Regions from separate parts of the Mus musculus genome. Here regions 2, 3 and 4 are each linked to region 1. A link is a contact called in public Hi-C and promoter capture Hi-C data. All regions are on one chromosome and are shown on one strand. Each heading gives the region's core, a stretch centred on a gene start, on an enhancer-like site or on the middle of the called end of the contact. The rest is flanking DNA. Distances are from core to core; before and after follow the strand shown. Region 1 holds the start of Pde10a (phosphodiesterase 10A). Region 2 holds the start of Prr18 (proline rich 18). Region 3 holds the start of T (brachyury, T-box transcription factor T). Region 4 has its middle 34 kb from the start of T.

What was found. Promoter capture Hi-C pulls out the DNA fragments that hold promoters and counts their contacts. Hi-C and Micro-C count contacts between places; a contact is called where the count stands out from the background.
Region 2: a contact with region 1 is called in a promoter capture Hi-C map of embryonic stem cells. The contact joins the promoter of Prr18 here to the promoter of Pde10a in region 1. A contact is called at or near these places in 3 of 39 promoter capture datasets (all in embryonic stem cells), 4 of 484 Hi-C or Micro-C datasets (all in embryonic stem cells) and 1 of 115 datasets of contacts at active chromatin or transcription factors (embryonic stem cells).
Region 3: a promoter capture Hi-C map of embryonic stem cells shows a contact between it and region 1, with 97 read pairs. The contact joins the promoter of T here to the promoter of Pde10a in region 1. A contact is called at or near these places in 9 of 39 promoter capture datasets (cranial neural crest, embryonic stem cells, frontonasal cranial neural crest and 3 more), 34 of 484 Hi-C or Micro-C datasets (cranial neural crest, differentiating embryonic stem cells, embryonic ectoderm and 3 more), 7 of 115 datasets of contacts at active chromatin or transcription factors (all in embryonic stem cells) and 1 of 9 other capture datasets (embryonic stem cells).
Region 4: a Hi-C map of the N1E-115 cell line shows a contact between it and region 1, with 5 times the contacts expected there. The contact joins the enhancer-like site here to the promoter of Pde10a in region 1. A contact is called at or near these places in 1 of 39 promoter capture datasets (embryonic stem cells), 1 of 15 datasets of contacts at CTCF or cohesin (the NIH/3T3 cell line), 8 of 484 Hi-C or Micro-C datasets (the C2C12 cell line, the N1E-115 cell line, cortical neurons and 4 more) and 2 of 115 datasets of contacts at active chromatin or transcription factors (embryonic stem cells and forebrain).

What each region holds. Positions count from the first base shown.
Region 1 is chr17:8,800,178-8,803,690 of GRCm38.p6, reverse strand. It overlaps Pde10a (phosphodiesterase 10A), which reads right to left and starts at 1,946. Exons shown (of 22, transcript NM_011866.2): 1 at 1,546-1,946. The coding sequence starts at 1,612.
Region 2 is chr17:8,339,051-8,342,563 of GRCm38.p6, reverse strand. Prr18 (proline rich 18) reads right to left here and starts at 1,825. Exons shown (of 2, transcript NM_178774.4): 1 at 1,681-1,825; 2 at 1-1,557. The coding sequence starts at 1,550. The coding sequence ends at 627.
Region 3 is chr17:8,432,421-8,435,933 of GRCm38.p6, reverse strand. T (brachyury, T-box transcription factor T) reads right to left here and starts at 1,511. Exons shown (of 8, transcript NM_009309.2): 1 at 1,198-1,511; 2 at 479-743. The coding sequence starts at 1,403. LOC115486424 reads right to left here and starts at 3,274. Exons shown (of 3, transcript XM_030250191.1): 1 at 3,187-3,274; 2 at 2,434-2,489; 3 at 1,406-2,229. The coding sequence starts at 2,445. The coding sequence ends at 1,444. RefSeq lists a promoter at 1,396-2,054.
Region 4 is chr17:8,467,135-8,470,647 of GRCm38.p6, reverse strand. No RefSeq gene overlaps it. Among named protein-coding and RNA genes, the nearest start is that of T, 34 kb to the right of the region's middle. Within about 2 kb of position 1,742, at least 24 of the 459 cell types and tissues checked have an H3K27ac peak or open chromatin away from gene starts, as enhancers often do. A contact at or near this core is called in the N1E-115 cell line, forebrain and stem cell-derived neural stem cells, where this site is marked.

The DNA.
Region 1 (3,513 bases), core at 697-3,196:
ATGGAGTCCACACCCTTCAAGGCAATTGAGTCAACAAGCAAGTCTAAGCAGAGATTTGCTGAATACTGCCTGCAGGTGTGTGAGTGGCCACTGGGTCATGTGGCTACTGTGGACTGGCCCAGGGCCAGGGAAGCAGGATTGCGGGAGTCAACCCAGCCAGAAGGGAACATGGTCACCCACCTGGTGGCTAGACTCTAAGGGGCTCCTGGGTACACACCTAGAGCAGTCCTGAGGAGGGTCTCAACCCTGACACCCCATGTCCCTGCGCGGAGGTCCACTCCCGTTAAGGAGTGAGTGGTACTTAGGAGCAGTAGCAAGAAAGCTCATTTACAACCTGGCAGCTTCTGCCTGGAGAAAGCTAGGCAAAAAGCGCGGCTTACCAGCGAGAAAGCAGACAAAGGCTCGGTGCGCACGCGGTGGACTGTGGCACCAAATCCACGCTCAGGGTGGAGCAGATGCCCGAGTCTCACAATTTCCCACGGATGTGCCCTCTCAGAGCACAGACTCTCCCACCAGGTCCCGCCTGGTCCCTTTCCCGCCCCGGTGTTCTGGTCCTCACCCTGCTCACCCTCCATCCACAACAGCAGCGACTCCCTCCTCTGCGCGTCTGGAGCTTCTTTCCTAAACATCGTCTGCCTGCCTGCCTGCCTCCTTCCTTCCTTCCTTCCAGTGAAGCTGCTTTTGACTTCTTTGCTCAATCTTGTCCCCCTCCCCCTATGACACGCCCTCTGTTGCCCCTGCCCCAGAAGGCTTGCAGACCTGCACCCGGGAGGGGCAGGTCAGAAAGGTCATGCTACAGTTGTCCCGCGGGTCCGAAGGAACCAGAGGTGCCTTTTTCTTCTATGCTAACGCCCCATTGTTCCTTGGCTTTCTTCACCCACCCTTGCACCAGCTCCCCAGAATCTGCGTGAGGTGGGCTGGGGGGCGGGGGGAAAGTGCTGCGTCCTTTTCATGAGGGTGGGTGCACCCAGCTCCATACCACTGGTCCGCGCGCCAGAACACAGTCACTGCAGGCTCGGGCACAGCCCTCCTTCACATTTGGAATCCTGGGCTTCCTGAGCCTTGCCTATCCCCATGGCTGCGTCAGGAATCCAGCGGTTTAGATCCCCAGGACCCCCCCAGTGGAAGGAAGCATATATACTCCAGTCAAGTGATCACAGGCTAGAGAGAAATGTAGAGTAATCGGTGACAAACTTGATGGTCTAAATCATGAGTCGGGTCAATGTGGCCAGGGACAGCTCTAGGAAGCAGGTTAGTTTCTAAACGTCCGGCTCCAACACCCTCCGGGTCACGCTTCCTCTGTGCGCACGCCGGGCTGGGGAAAGCCGGGTGTCCCTACGCTGATGGGCGGTCCCGAACGTCCCTGAGGTGCCACCAGCTTCCTGAGACCCACTGGCCAATATTGGTCTGGTACACACACACACCTTGCAGACTACCCACTACCGTAGCAGCTCCCTCCCCACCCCACGATCTGAACCCCCGATTTGTCCCCACCAAGCCAGAAAACCACCCCGGCCACGGGGAACGTGGGGCCGGGCCACTTACTGGGGCTGAGGAAACACTCGGTCAGCCTTCGGAAGCAACTCGCATTGTTAGAGGGTCCATCTTCCATGTCGGAGCCGAAGGGCAGCGGCCAAACGGTGGCAAGGGGGAAGGCGGCGCCTCGGGGCCGCCAAAGAGTTCGGCCACCGGCGGCAGAGCCGGGGCCGAGGCCAGGGCAGCCCCCGCCGGCGCCCGGAAAATCCGAGGAGTCCGCGCGGCGTGCACCCGGGTGTAGGGGAAGCCGCGGCGGCGGAGATGGCCGGGGCCCGGCGCGGGCAGGGAGCAGCAAGCCTTGAATCGCAGGCGAGAGGAAGAGCCGCCGCCGCCCGCCGCTGCCACCGCTGCTGCCACCGCTGCTGCGGTGACTACTGCCTGGGGGGACGCTCAAGGGAGCTGCCTCTTGTCCTCCTCCTCCGCCGCCGCCGCCAGCATCGCCGCCGCCGCCTCCTCCTCCTCCAGCCGCCGCTGCGCCCTCCCTTCTCGGGAGACGCGCGGGGAGGTGGAAGGCAGATGAGGAGGGGACAAGAGGGGGAGGGGGGAGGGGGGGCGGCGGCCAGAAGTACCAGGAAGATGAAAAGGAGGAGGAGGGGACAGGGGAGGAGAAGGCAAGCGCCCAGGGAGCACGGGCCGCCACCCAACCACAGCCTCCGGCACGGAGAGCGGAGAGGGCGCTGGGGCCCCCAGTGGGGCTGGCGTGGCCTGCGGGAGACAGGGACCGGGACAGGGGCGGGGGCGCCGCTAGCTCCTCCCGGCTGCAGCCAAGCAGCTCCCGGGCCAGGCTCAGGCCCACTGTACTCCGCCCGCTGGCCGCGCCGCACCGGGGTTCCAGAGGGACTTGGACACGGCCGGGCTCGTCCCCAGACTCCCGCAGTGGGGCCTGGGGGTGGGGAGCGAGCCGCTCCTCCGGGCTAGCCATGGCCCTCCTCCCCAGCTTGCAAGGGGGGCAGGCGGGAGGGCGCGGCGGCCCGGACTCTGCGGGCTCCGCCCCCGCAGCACCGGCCCTCCCCGCGACGCTGCCCAGGCTCTGGTCCGGTCCGCCTCTCGGGTCTAGGGTGCCTCTCCGGCCCGGGGGTTCACATCGTGTTCCCTTTGGGATTCAATAGGACCGCGGGCGGGGGGACGAGTCCCGATCGCTGCGCCGGGGTGCGGGCTGGTACGCACGATCCGCGTCCTTCCCGGCCTGGCGAGGCTGCCGGGACGCTGCCTGCGGGCGTGGCGTGGTGTGTGCAAGCTCCGGCCGGCGCCTGAGCCGCGGCGGCTGCTCCAGAGCAGCGGAGAAAAGCGCCGCAGTGCTGCTGCCCGTGGAGGCGGCGGTGGTGGCGGCGGCAGAAGACGCCCACTGGCGGAGCAGGCGCTCCCCGAACCGCCACCGCCCGCGCCCACGTTGCGCGTCCACTGGAACTCAGGTCCCAGCACCCTGGCACTCTGCGTGTGGTGTGTGCCCCTGGCCCGCTAGTCTCCCTGGAGGTGGCACATCTGGATCTGGCGTTCCAGATGCTAAACCCACAGCCTAGCCTCTGTTCCAGCTGTGTGCAAACCACATCCGCCTGTGGGCGGGTGACCTGAACCAGGGAATCCTCTCTCCAGCCCCGCAGTATCAACAGAGAAGGCTTTTGGTCAGAGCTCCTGGAGGGGGGGATTCAAATTTGGACATTTAGCAAGTTTAAAATCAAGGCAGAGTTCCCATTAGAATGTCTCAAAAGGCGGTTCTTTCCGGGACTGCCTTGCCAATACCCACTTTAAAGCGAACTTTAGGTATGTCAGCCCACTTTGTCCTGGTGGGTCTGGAAGATAGAAGGAGCAAACTAGGGTTCGCACACAAAATGTAAAGAGTTCATTGCTTTAAAACCCAGAGACCATCTGTCACCAGTGGCTTACTTGGGCCCCCTATTCCTTCAACAGCCTGGAGACCGCTGCTGTAGAAAAAGTCTGGCGCAATGGGCGCTGAGAACAGGAACTTTGAGAGTTGGG
Region 2 (3,513 bases), core at 576-3,075, 460 kb after region 1:
GTGGAGTGTGTGTAAGTGTCTGGGATGGCTGAGTACTAGCTGGCAGGCGGAGCACAAGTCCTCCTGGATCACCCAGTGGCAACAGTACACTGTTTCAGGGATGCTGGATTACAAGTTTAGTTAACCAGTTTCCAATACCTAACATCTTTCTGACTTGTAAGGAAACAAATCCTATACATAGATAGCACCATGTCCTAGTTCTGCAACAGAAGATCACCCCACCCTCGGTGGCCACAGGCTTGCAGAGTCCCCAGGAAGTGGAATGCCACCTGGGGCAGAGGACCTCTGGGTCCAATACTTAGTTAGGGTGAGAGGTTAGAAGGCATTTCACAGGTCCTCCCCCGACCCCCACATTAGGGAGGGCGGGGAGCAGGAGGAGCAGGGGACAGCTGCTAGAGTCAGGCGAGTCTGTTGTGTCCCACGCTGACCTAATTGCACAGGAGGTGGGTGGTGAGGCGTTAGAAAAGCCTGTGGGTCACTCATGAATAAGCACACCTGGGGAAGGTACCAGGCAATAGTCCTGTCCCTTGCTGGCCTACCTGGTTCACAAGAGCCCAGGTGTGCAAGGAGCCCAGGAGGCGGCCGTGGGCTTCAAGCCAGGCTGGGTCCCACAGGCCCACCTAGCCTCACAGGGTGCTCAGGTGTGGCAGCGAGTCCAGATGCCCTGTGCGGCCCCTCGCAGCTGCCGCCGACTCGACCCCACGCAGCCACTCGGTGCACTTGCGCACGAGGCCCTCGTCCACCACCTCCACCTCCTCCTCGTACTCCTCATCATCGTACTTGTGCTTCTCATTGAGCAGCGACACCTTAAGCACTGGGCGCAGGCTGGAGGGGCACGGGCTGGGCAGAGTGGCCTGCAGACCTCCTGGCAGCAGCGAGGCACGGGGAGGGCGGCTGCTGACAGCCACAGCCAGAGGCGCGTTGGGGACACTGGTGGGGCCACCCCTCCGCAGGGTCGAAGCCCTGGTCCGGGGACAGGGTACCAGTGGGAGCCGCGGGTCGGCAGAGGGTGTGGGGAAGGGCCTGCGGGGTCGCGCCAGCAACTGCTTCTCCAGGTGGCGCCTCTGGATGACCAGGATGGCTTCTGGGGTGAGGTTCAAGGAGAAGCGCGTGGCGTCGTCGGGCCCAGCCCCCGCCCCCGCAGAGGTCCCCGAGGCGGTGGATCCCGCTGGGATGTGGCTGCAGGCGACCCGCCGGGGCGCGGAGCACGTGGTCGAGGTCCCCCCACGGCCCGGAGAGGGCTGGGGCGGGACGCGTGCGGAGGTAGCCGGCTGTGGGGTGCCCGAACCCAGGCCGGGGCCGCGCCGTACCGGGGGCCTCTTCAAGGTGGCGGAGGGCCAGGAGCTGGAGAGCAGCATCTCGGGCGGCCTCCTCTTTTTCTCGCCGCCGGCGGCGGAGGCAGCGGGCGGTGAAGGCGCGGGCGGCGCACAGGGTCTCCGGGATAGCTGGCGCGCAGCGGGGCCCCCCGGAGTTCGGGGGGGCGGCGGTGGTGGTGGCGGCGGCGGCGGCATAGGCAGGAATGACATGACTCTGCCGAGCAAGCGGAGCATCAGTGTCCTGGAAGGAGAGGGGCGGGTGGGGCGGGTCTCAGTCGCCGCGCGCGGAGCCGCCCCACTGGTCTGGCGACCCCCGGCACCTCCCCATCCGTTGCTGATCGCCGCGCGCTCCCCGCACACCCACCTGCTAGCAGCCGCAGCATCTCCCGCTCCCTCCCAGTTCCTTCAAGCGAAGGCGCCTCCCGCCCCTCCCTCGCTTCGGCAACCCCGGGAGCTCCCTCCGTGTGCTCCGAGCTGGGTCCTTCGGTCACGCCAGCAGCCGCCCCACTGCTGGTGAATCTGGATGTCGCCTGGATCGCACCTCCGAGACGCGCCGGGCTGGGCCGGGCGGCAGGAGGAGGAGCGCACGCTGGCAAGGGCTTGCCAAGTCCCGGGCTGCTAGGGGCTGCGGCTATCGCAGACTGCTGAACGCTGGAGACAAAGTGCCCGACATTCGCAGGGGCGGGAGCTGGCACCCAGTACCCCAAGTCTCTCCTCTCTCGTTCTCCCATGGCTCGAGAAGTGAAGGATTAGTCCATCAGAAGCAGAGAGCTAGGTCTCAAGGGAACTGGTAGCACCAAGTCACTGGTGGAGTCCTGCACGTTAGACAGAGAATCCTTTCAGATGACTCCGGAGAGGAATTTGGAGCCAATCTGGAATAGCAGAGAAAGCCGCCAGTACCGGGTGGGGCTTTTAGGCGCTACCTAGGTCCCCCCCCACCCCCCGCATTGTATCCCAAGATACCACTCCTTGGGAGTTATTTACACATTAAAGCCATTGTTGTCTATGAATAGGCAAGGTTTTGTTATACAATAGCAACATAGGAAATATATGACATGTTCTGTTTTATCAAGTGACTGCCTGCAATGCCATGTGTTGTACAAACAAGGGAAGCTGGCTGTTTATACATGAAAACATAACCACAACACTGAAAGATCCAATAAGCTAGCCATTCAACAGTTAGAAGACAATGCACCTACAAGTCAAAGGGATTTACCGGGCACCTGTTTCACTGAAAGGGAGCAACAAACAGCTAGACTTAAAAGACTGCTCCCCGTGCACAATGAATAGCTCTGGCCCAGGGTGAGCACATGGGAAAGTGGGTAAGCCTCTGTGTCTTGTGCCAACAGTCACCCCACCCCCTCCTCTTCTGTTTGTCCTTTTCCAGTAGCAACTGGACACTCACAGCCCAGGGTAGCCAAGGGAACTTGTGGGGGGCGGAAGCTTTTCTCATCAGAGCATCCAGGAAGTTGGCATAGGTCCCACAAATACACAGGCATCTCCATCACCTTCCCTCTATGCAAAGGCAGCTCGCTAGCTTCCAGAGAGCTCTCTGGCTCACAGGAGCCTTCTGCCCCTGCCAGGGGACCCAGCTCTGCCTTGAGCTCAGGCCACTAGAACATGGGCAGCTTAGCTCCCAAGACACTGAAGCACGCTTGTATCGTTTTAGTCCGGGTTCTAGTTTCTAGGTAGTTGTGGGGATGGAGATGTAAGCATGGTGCAGATTGAATATTAGGGGAAAGGAGTCAGGAGCCATTTCTGTAGGTACAGCTGGGGAGGTCATCTTTGGAGGAAATGCCACAAACTGCTGGATGCCCAGATGTCACGTGTGCTAGTGGAAATGTGTGATGTCTGAAATCCTCTGCTTCCTGCCCGTGTTCAGATTGCTTCCTAAGATTTCAGGTGTCCAGAAGTAACAGGAATGGCTGGGTTGAAGGTCAGAGGTGGGGGTGGTAGGCAGTCTAATAACTTTAAGAGGTGACATATACTGATGTAGGTCTGTGTCGAGCATTCCTATTACCTTGCCCATTCTACAGGGAAGGACATGGCACTTCCAGAGGCTCTAAATGCTGTGAGAGACAGGACAAGACTCAGCACCACGTGAGAGTTCAGAGCCAGATGTGACTATTACACTAAAGACAAGGAAGAGTGTGTTGGTTGGGGAACCCACATAAGTGAACCCCACCTCCAACTGGTA
Region 3 (3,513 bases), core at 262-2,761, 370 kb after region 1:
GTCTGGAACTGGGATGGGAGATACGCTATACACCATTAAACCCTGCCGGCATAAGGCCACAAACAACTTTAAATGCCTGGCTTGGTGGCAACTTGGAGTGAGTTTTCTTGGAAACAGGCCCCAATTAAAGACTTTTCAGAAGGGTGGAATGTGCACATTTGTGCAGAGTAGCCAGTGTCCCCTTTTGACTTTAAAGTGACTGAGGATTCGGAACCAATGCTCACCTATGGCCAGAGCCAGTTCCCAAGCGGCAGGCCTTCTTCAACCCTTCCAAGGTGAGGGAGAACTCCCAGTTCCCTTTGCCAGGCCCTGCTTAACCCTCATCAGCTTAATATAAACAGTACTAAAGATTTAATTGGGGAAGGAGGCCACGGTGGCTTCTGTGGGGCTGACAAAGGCTGGTGGTGTCTTTCTAAGCTCCCAGCCAGGCTCTTCCCTTCGGCCTGGGGCCCAGAGGCTGTCTTCTGCACTGGCTTACCTGTCCCCCTCCATTGAGCTTGTTGGTGAGTTTGACTTTGCTGAAAGACACAGGCGCCTTCATCCAGTGGGCCCCAAAATTGGGCGAGTCTGGGTGGATGTAGACGCAGCTGGGCGCCTGAGGCTCTGGTTTGCCCCCAGGTACCCACTCCCCGTTCACATATTTCCAGCGGTGGTTGTCAGCCGTCACGAAGTCCAGCAAGAAAGAGTACATGGCATTGGGGTCCAGGCCTGACACATTTACCTTCAGCACCGGGAACATCCTCCTGGAAAAGACAGCGCACGGCAGGAGGACCCATCCGTTGGAGAGGGGGAGCCTGCACTAAGTGTTTGATGCCGGCCAAAGAGGAGGACCCCGGCAACCGGTCTCGCAAGCATCTTTGCCTGAACTTTCTCAGTTCAGGAACCAAATCATCTCCCCCCACTAAGCCCACGGGTTCTCGGGACAGCAGAGGGACAAATCTAGCCAAGGGTTTCGGCCCCCTAGGCAAACCTGGTCATTCCAGTATACACCTAGGAACCCTAGAGTTCGAATGCCTCCTTCCTCCTCAGGTTTCGTCAGGGGGAAAGTTCCCGAGAAACCAAGGTTTAGGAATCCTCTGGGGAGCTGTTAACTCAGCGGGAAGAAACAAAGTCGGCCGGTTGGGAAGAAAAGATGCTCTCCCCGAGGCGAGGGGCACTCGCCAGGCCCCAGACTGCCGGCTTGCAGCACGCACCTACCTGCCGTTCTTGGTCACAATCATCTCGTTAGTTAGCTCCTTGAAGCGCAGCCACAGCTCGCTCTCCTCCAGGCCCACTCGCAGTTCGCGTTCGGTGGGGTCTCCCTTCTCGCTGCCCGCCTGCAGCTCGCTCTCCACGGCGCTGAGCAGGTGGTCCACTCGGTACTGCAGGCTCTTCCCTGCGCTCTCTGTGCCCGGCGAGCTCATCCTCCCGCCACCCTCTCCACCTTCCAGGAGTCTTGACTCCCTACCCAACAGCCACCTTCACTTCTCTCGCCACCGCTTTTCCAAGAAAAAGGGTCACTCTGCGGAGCCCAAAGATTACACCTGGGTCCCTGCACATTCGCCAAAGGAGCACCGAGATCGGGATGAGGGGGGAAGGGGGCGGGGATGGGGGAGAGGGCCTGGGGAGCCGTGGCTCCACTTGAACTCCCGCAAGGCGCGACAAGAGTAAGTCTCTGGGGAAGAGAAAAATGGGTCCCCTCCCCATAAATACAGCCGAGGTGGCCTCGCAGGGGGGTGCGGCGGATTGGGCGGGACACCCTTTGAAGTACCGAGCAGCTGCCCATTGGCGGTGCGCGGCCATATCAGACTGGCCGGGCGGGCCCGGAGGCTGGGGGCCAACAATGGGCTCCAGCGCGCGCTTCCTGTAAGGAAAGCGTCGGGCGCAGTCCCGACACCCCCGCCCTCCCCCAAATGTTTGCACCTCCATCAAAGCGGCGGGGCGGACCCTGGGGGAGGGAGGGCGAGAAGCCGGGCTGGAGCCACCCAGGACCCTGGCTCCTAGAGCCACTGCTAAACTCTCCACTCCCACGCGCTGTCCAAGCGCACACCGGCGCCTGCGACTTTGCCCCGCGGAGTGTCCACGCTGCGCGCACCTGAGAGGGACTTCGGCGGATCGGCGTCTCCCGGGTCTCCTTGACCTCTCCAAAGCCTCAGCCTCCCCAGGTGTGGCAGCTTTGGGACACGTCCCCTCGCCCCATGGACTGCCACTAACTCCCACCTCGGCATCCAGGTCCCCCACGACCTTCACCTGCGTGGAGAGGGAAGCTCAATGCGGATCTGTCCAGAGAGGGAAATAGACGAACAGATAGCGACCCTAGTAGGAGGTGTCCTCGCGTCCCACATAAAAGCTGGACTTTGACGGTGGATGCGCCTGCACCGAATGTGGCCCCGGGAGTCCCTGGTCTCTTTGCGCCGGGGATTGTTGGAACGCATGCTGCGCGCGTTTCCCTACCCGCCTCGCCATGCGGTGTGGGCAGCAGTTGGTTTATTGCCTCTCGGTGAGAACCTCTGCCGGGAGAGTGAGGGGAAGGTGACAAAGAGCAGGAAATAGTTCAATGGGGTCTCTTTAAACAATAACATTCCTCTAAAACGGGAGCCCAGGAAGCGGGAAGGAAGCCAGAGCTCGCGCCCAGCTCTTTAACGAGACTCTGGGTTCCAGCCTCCGTTTCCCCGTCTTCCACTCTCCTATCCTATCCCGAAGCTCCTTGGAAGAGGCCCCTGAATCAGGTGGGGGCACTCAATTCTGAGTTCGTTGTCTCTCTGAGAGTCTCCCTGGGAAGTCTTTGGGGTCGGAGTTGTGGGTTCTACCTGCCCCTACTTCTGGGAGAGACGGTTTTCCAGGAGCCAACCTCTGGGGTGGGATGCCCTAGACTACCCTCCTCTGCCCTTTCCCACTGAATACTGGGGTGTTCGGCTGCTTTTCTGTGGTCTAGGATATAAAGAAATCTCTGGCTAGAGGAGCGGGACACTTCTTTCTACAGACACCAAAAGGCTCTCATTTGCGCCCAACCCCGACCCTCCTGCAATGAGCACCAGCCAGTTTGTGTTGTGGGTTTGCAGAAGTATACAAGGGAGATTTCACCTTTTCTACCCTCGGGGACGCTAAGGCCTGAGACTTCCTGGAACTAGGAATAAATCTCGGTGGAGGAGGACATGAAAGTCAAGGGAGGCTGGGTCACTAATATATGTCACTGACGCGTTTAACCTCTGGCGTGAAGGCGGAGCCGGTCCTGGGAATGTTGTTGGTCAAAAGTGGATTTTCGCCATCGTTCAGGAAGCTGGTAGAAGATTGCTCTGGAACTGTTCTCCAAAGAGGAGGAGGCAAATAAATGGTGTTACTTTCTCTACCGTGAGCAGTGGAATCTCTCCACTCCACAGTGCCACATCCCTGGTTTCCGGGCTAGAAGCGACTCTTTTGAGGCTTAGCTATTCTGTCCCTACCCTTTTCTGTGATTAATTTCTGATCTTTGTCCCGAGAAAGTTGTCCTCAGCCTTTTCAAGGAGGGTTGCGGTGCCATGACAGTTTACAGCC
Region 4 (3,513 bases), core at 493-2,992, 330 kb after region 1:
GGCGCACGCCTTTAATCCCAGCACTTGGGTGGCAGAAGCAGGCGGATTTCTGAGTTCGAGGACAGCCTGGTCTACAGAGTGAGTTCCAGGACAGCCAGAGCTACACAAGAGAAACCCTGTCTCGAAAAACAAAACGAAACAAAAAAATCCTAAATACTCTTATGAGCCTTGGAAAATTGTACATAACTATCTAGCAAAAATTATTTAAGGAAAAAAATTAAGAATATCTATGAGAGTTATGGAGCATGGTCAAAAGGACACATTTATCAGTGTATACTGGGCCAGAGCCATAAGACAAGAGAAAGGAAGTGATCTGGATAGTAAGGGTTTATAAAAATAAGCAATCGTGTCTATAAAAACTAAAAAACAAATAATTAAAATTTGACCTACAAATTTAAGAAGGTTATTGGACATAAAAGTCAGCATGCGGATTAAGAGGTTTTTATATCCCGGTAACAACACTGAGAAAAGCATTCAGAGAGCAATCTCATTCATAATGGTGGCAGGAAGTATTAAACTACCTGGAGAGAAATATAATCCAGGAGTGGATGGCCCTTATAGTGCAACTTACCCAATACAGACAAAAGAAATTAAAAAGGGCACCAAAAACCAAAAAAAGACACAATGTGTTAGTAAGTTGACGAGTTAATTAATTTTTACAGTAACTTATTTGTTTTTATTTTATGTGCATTGTCTATACATATGTCTGCAGAGGATCTCCTGGAACTCAAGTTACAGACCGTTGTGAGCCACCCTGTGGTTGCTGGGAATTGAACTCAGGACCTCTGGAAGAGCAGTCAGAGTTCTTAACCACTGAGCCATCTCTCCAGCCCTGTGTTAATATTCTTAAAATACCCTAAATGTCCTTTTCATATGTGTTTGTTCTTGTGAAGTAGGGCGACTTGTAGGTGTCCTGGAGGTCACTGTGTAGTCCAGGCTAGCCTCATCATCTGGAGGCTAGTCCCAACACCTAACCAGTCTTTCCACGCTGGTAGCTGTCTCCTGGTCCCACCAGTCACTCTCATGTTGCTTGGAGGAATGTGTTTTTATGGCTGACCACTTGGTGTTGGAAAACTAGTTAAGGGGTGACCATCCCTTGAAAAGACGGATTATGCAGACGGTTTTTTAATATGATCCCAAGACACAGACAGCAAAAGCAAAAGTTGAAAACCAAACTCTAAAGCTCTGTACAAGAAAAGGTTCAACACACAGACTACAGAGACATTCACAGAAGACGAAAACCTCTCTGTACTGTCGGCCTGGCTGTGAATCCGCAGATCTCAACAGCGCGACGGCAAAACACAAGGGATCTGACTCAAAATGCACAGTCGTTAAAAAGCGGAAGAGCTCCAAACTTGATAATCTTCCTCTGAATCCCTCTGACCAACCAGCCTCAAGTTCTAGTGGAAACTGAGCTGGGTTGGCTCTTGAATCTGAGTTCCCCTCAGTGGGTACTGGGGTCCCAGACAGTCTCAACAGGGTAAGCCCGGTTTCTCTCTGTATCCCAGCTCAGACCTGACCCTGCAGTCCCTTACACCTCCTGCAAAGCCTCCGGGCTGGATAGCAATCTCCGTGTCCTCACAGCGGAGACTTGTCAATTCCAGCTATGGCCTTCTAGTCCTGCCCTGCAGTTCATCAGTCATGATGTTGCTATCTAGCGCAGCATCTTCCTCTATTGCCTTAGCTAGGCTCTGCTGTGGCTCCAGCCTCATCCACAGGACGCGGGCCTGCAGAGCATCCTGAGGCGCCCTCTGGTGGCTTCTTCCGAAATGTCGCTCCATCCCCATTGGACTGAGGTCTGAGACAGCTGATAAACGTGCCTCCCTCGAGGGATCAATAACACTGATCCCAGGGAATCCAGCAGCTCAGCCCGTCTGAAAAAGCGATCGGGAAGCCCGGGAGGGTGGTTCTCACCAACGCAGCACAAAGTCCCTACCAGATATCTGTAACCTAGGGCTAGGACTCCTGGAGCAAGGGCCTCCTGGTCCTGGTTGGGTATCCAGTCGCCTCTACTCCATCCTTTTGTGGAACCCCATTTCTACCAAGACTCCCGCTGCTCTTCCAGCAGGTGGGCTCTTCTTCACAACACAGGACTGGGGTGGAAGAAAGCCAGCTGTCTCCTGATAAAGCCCTGGGGCTCAACCTTTGGTTTATCATTTATTTTGCTTTGAGACAAGATAAACCCAAGCTAGCCTCTAACTCAAGGCAATCCTCCTGCCTCTCCCTCCTTGGTTCTGAGCTAACAGATATGTACCACCACCCTGGCCAGGTTTTAAATCTTCCCAAAGAGGGAAAGCTGGGCCTGTTTTTTCCAGTTGGGAACACAGCTCTCCTCTCCCTCTTTCCCCTGCCCCCACCCCGAAGCAGAATACCCCTTGTGAAGCCGGACAGAAGGATGAACCTTTTCACAAATGTAATCATTAATTATCCATAAGTTTCAGCCAGGCAGACAGTTCAGTCAGTAAGGCACTTGCCCTACAAACATGGTGACCTGAGTTCAAACCCCCAGAACCAATACAAAAAACCTGCTGAGCACAGCTGTGTGCATCTGCAATCCTAACACCAGGGACATACAGCCAGGAGGACATGTGCTCTCAGGACAGCCTGTCCAGCCCAGTCAATGAAGCTCCTGCTTCAGCAAGGGTTTGGGACTATCCGTCAAAGGAAGGATGCACAGAGTGTTAGCAACATCCTGGAATGAATGGGAAACAAGAAATGACTTCTATCCATGTCTACCCACCCAGGTGGTAATCTACCAGGGCACCTGTCGCACATCGGGGACAGAGGCTGCTCTCCTCAATGCTTGTTCAGTGTCTGTGAAGAAGGCCACCCATGAGATGTATTCACAGACCCATACAGGTGCAGAGAGAGCTGGGGAAAGAAGTTTGCTGAGGAGTTAACAAGTTAATTTTAACTTCTTCGTCTCATTTGAATTTTCACATAGATACATAATTCGAATAAGTTGCTTTATATTACTTTAAAACAAAGTGATTAAGTACAATTTTTATGAAGTATCTCCTCAGAGCATAGCAGCTGGGGAAAGTCCTACTGAAAACTGGAGGAATGGCTAGCTACCTCAGGGAGTACAGGCCACAGGCTACCTTCTCCCAGAAGAAACCAGCGAGAAATAAACCAAGAAAACACAGCCGGAGAAACAAGGCACTGGGGTTCTGTAAGGATCCACAGGTCAACTAGACCTGTGGCGCTTGCCAGCACTAGAGAGGACAAGCCAGGCAAATCTCTATGAATTCAAAGCCAGCCTGGTCTACATAGTGAGTTCCAGGCTGCCAGAGCTCCAGGGAGACTCTGTCTCCTAACAAGAGAAAGAGAGGAGAGAGAGAGAGAGAGAGAGAGAGAGAGAGAGAGAGAGAGAGAGATCTATCCTCAGGGTCCTCGAAGCCCCCAGCTCCTCTTCAGTGCCCTGCTGTCCCAGCTCTGGATGAGGTCGCCCCCACTCTGAGATACTGTATCTACCCTATCCTCTGCTCCATACCACCACAGTGAAAACCTGGG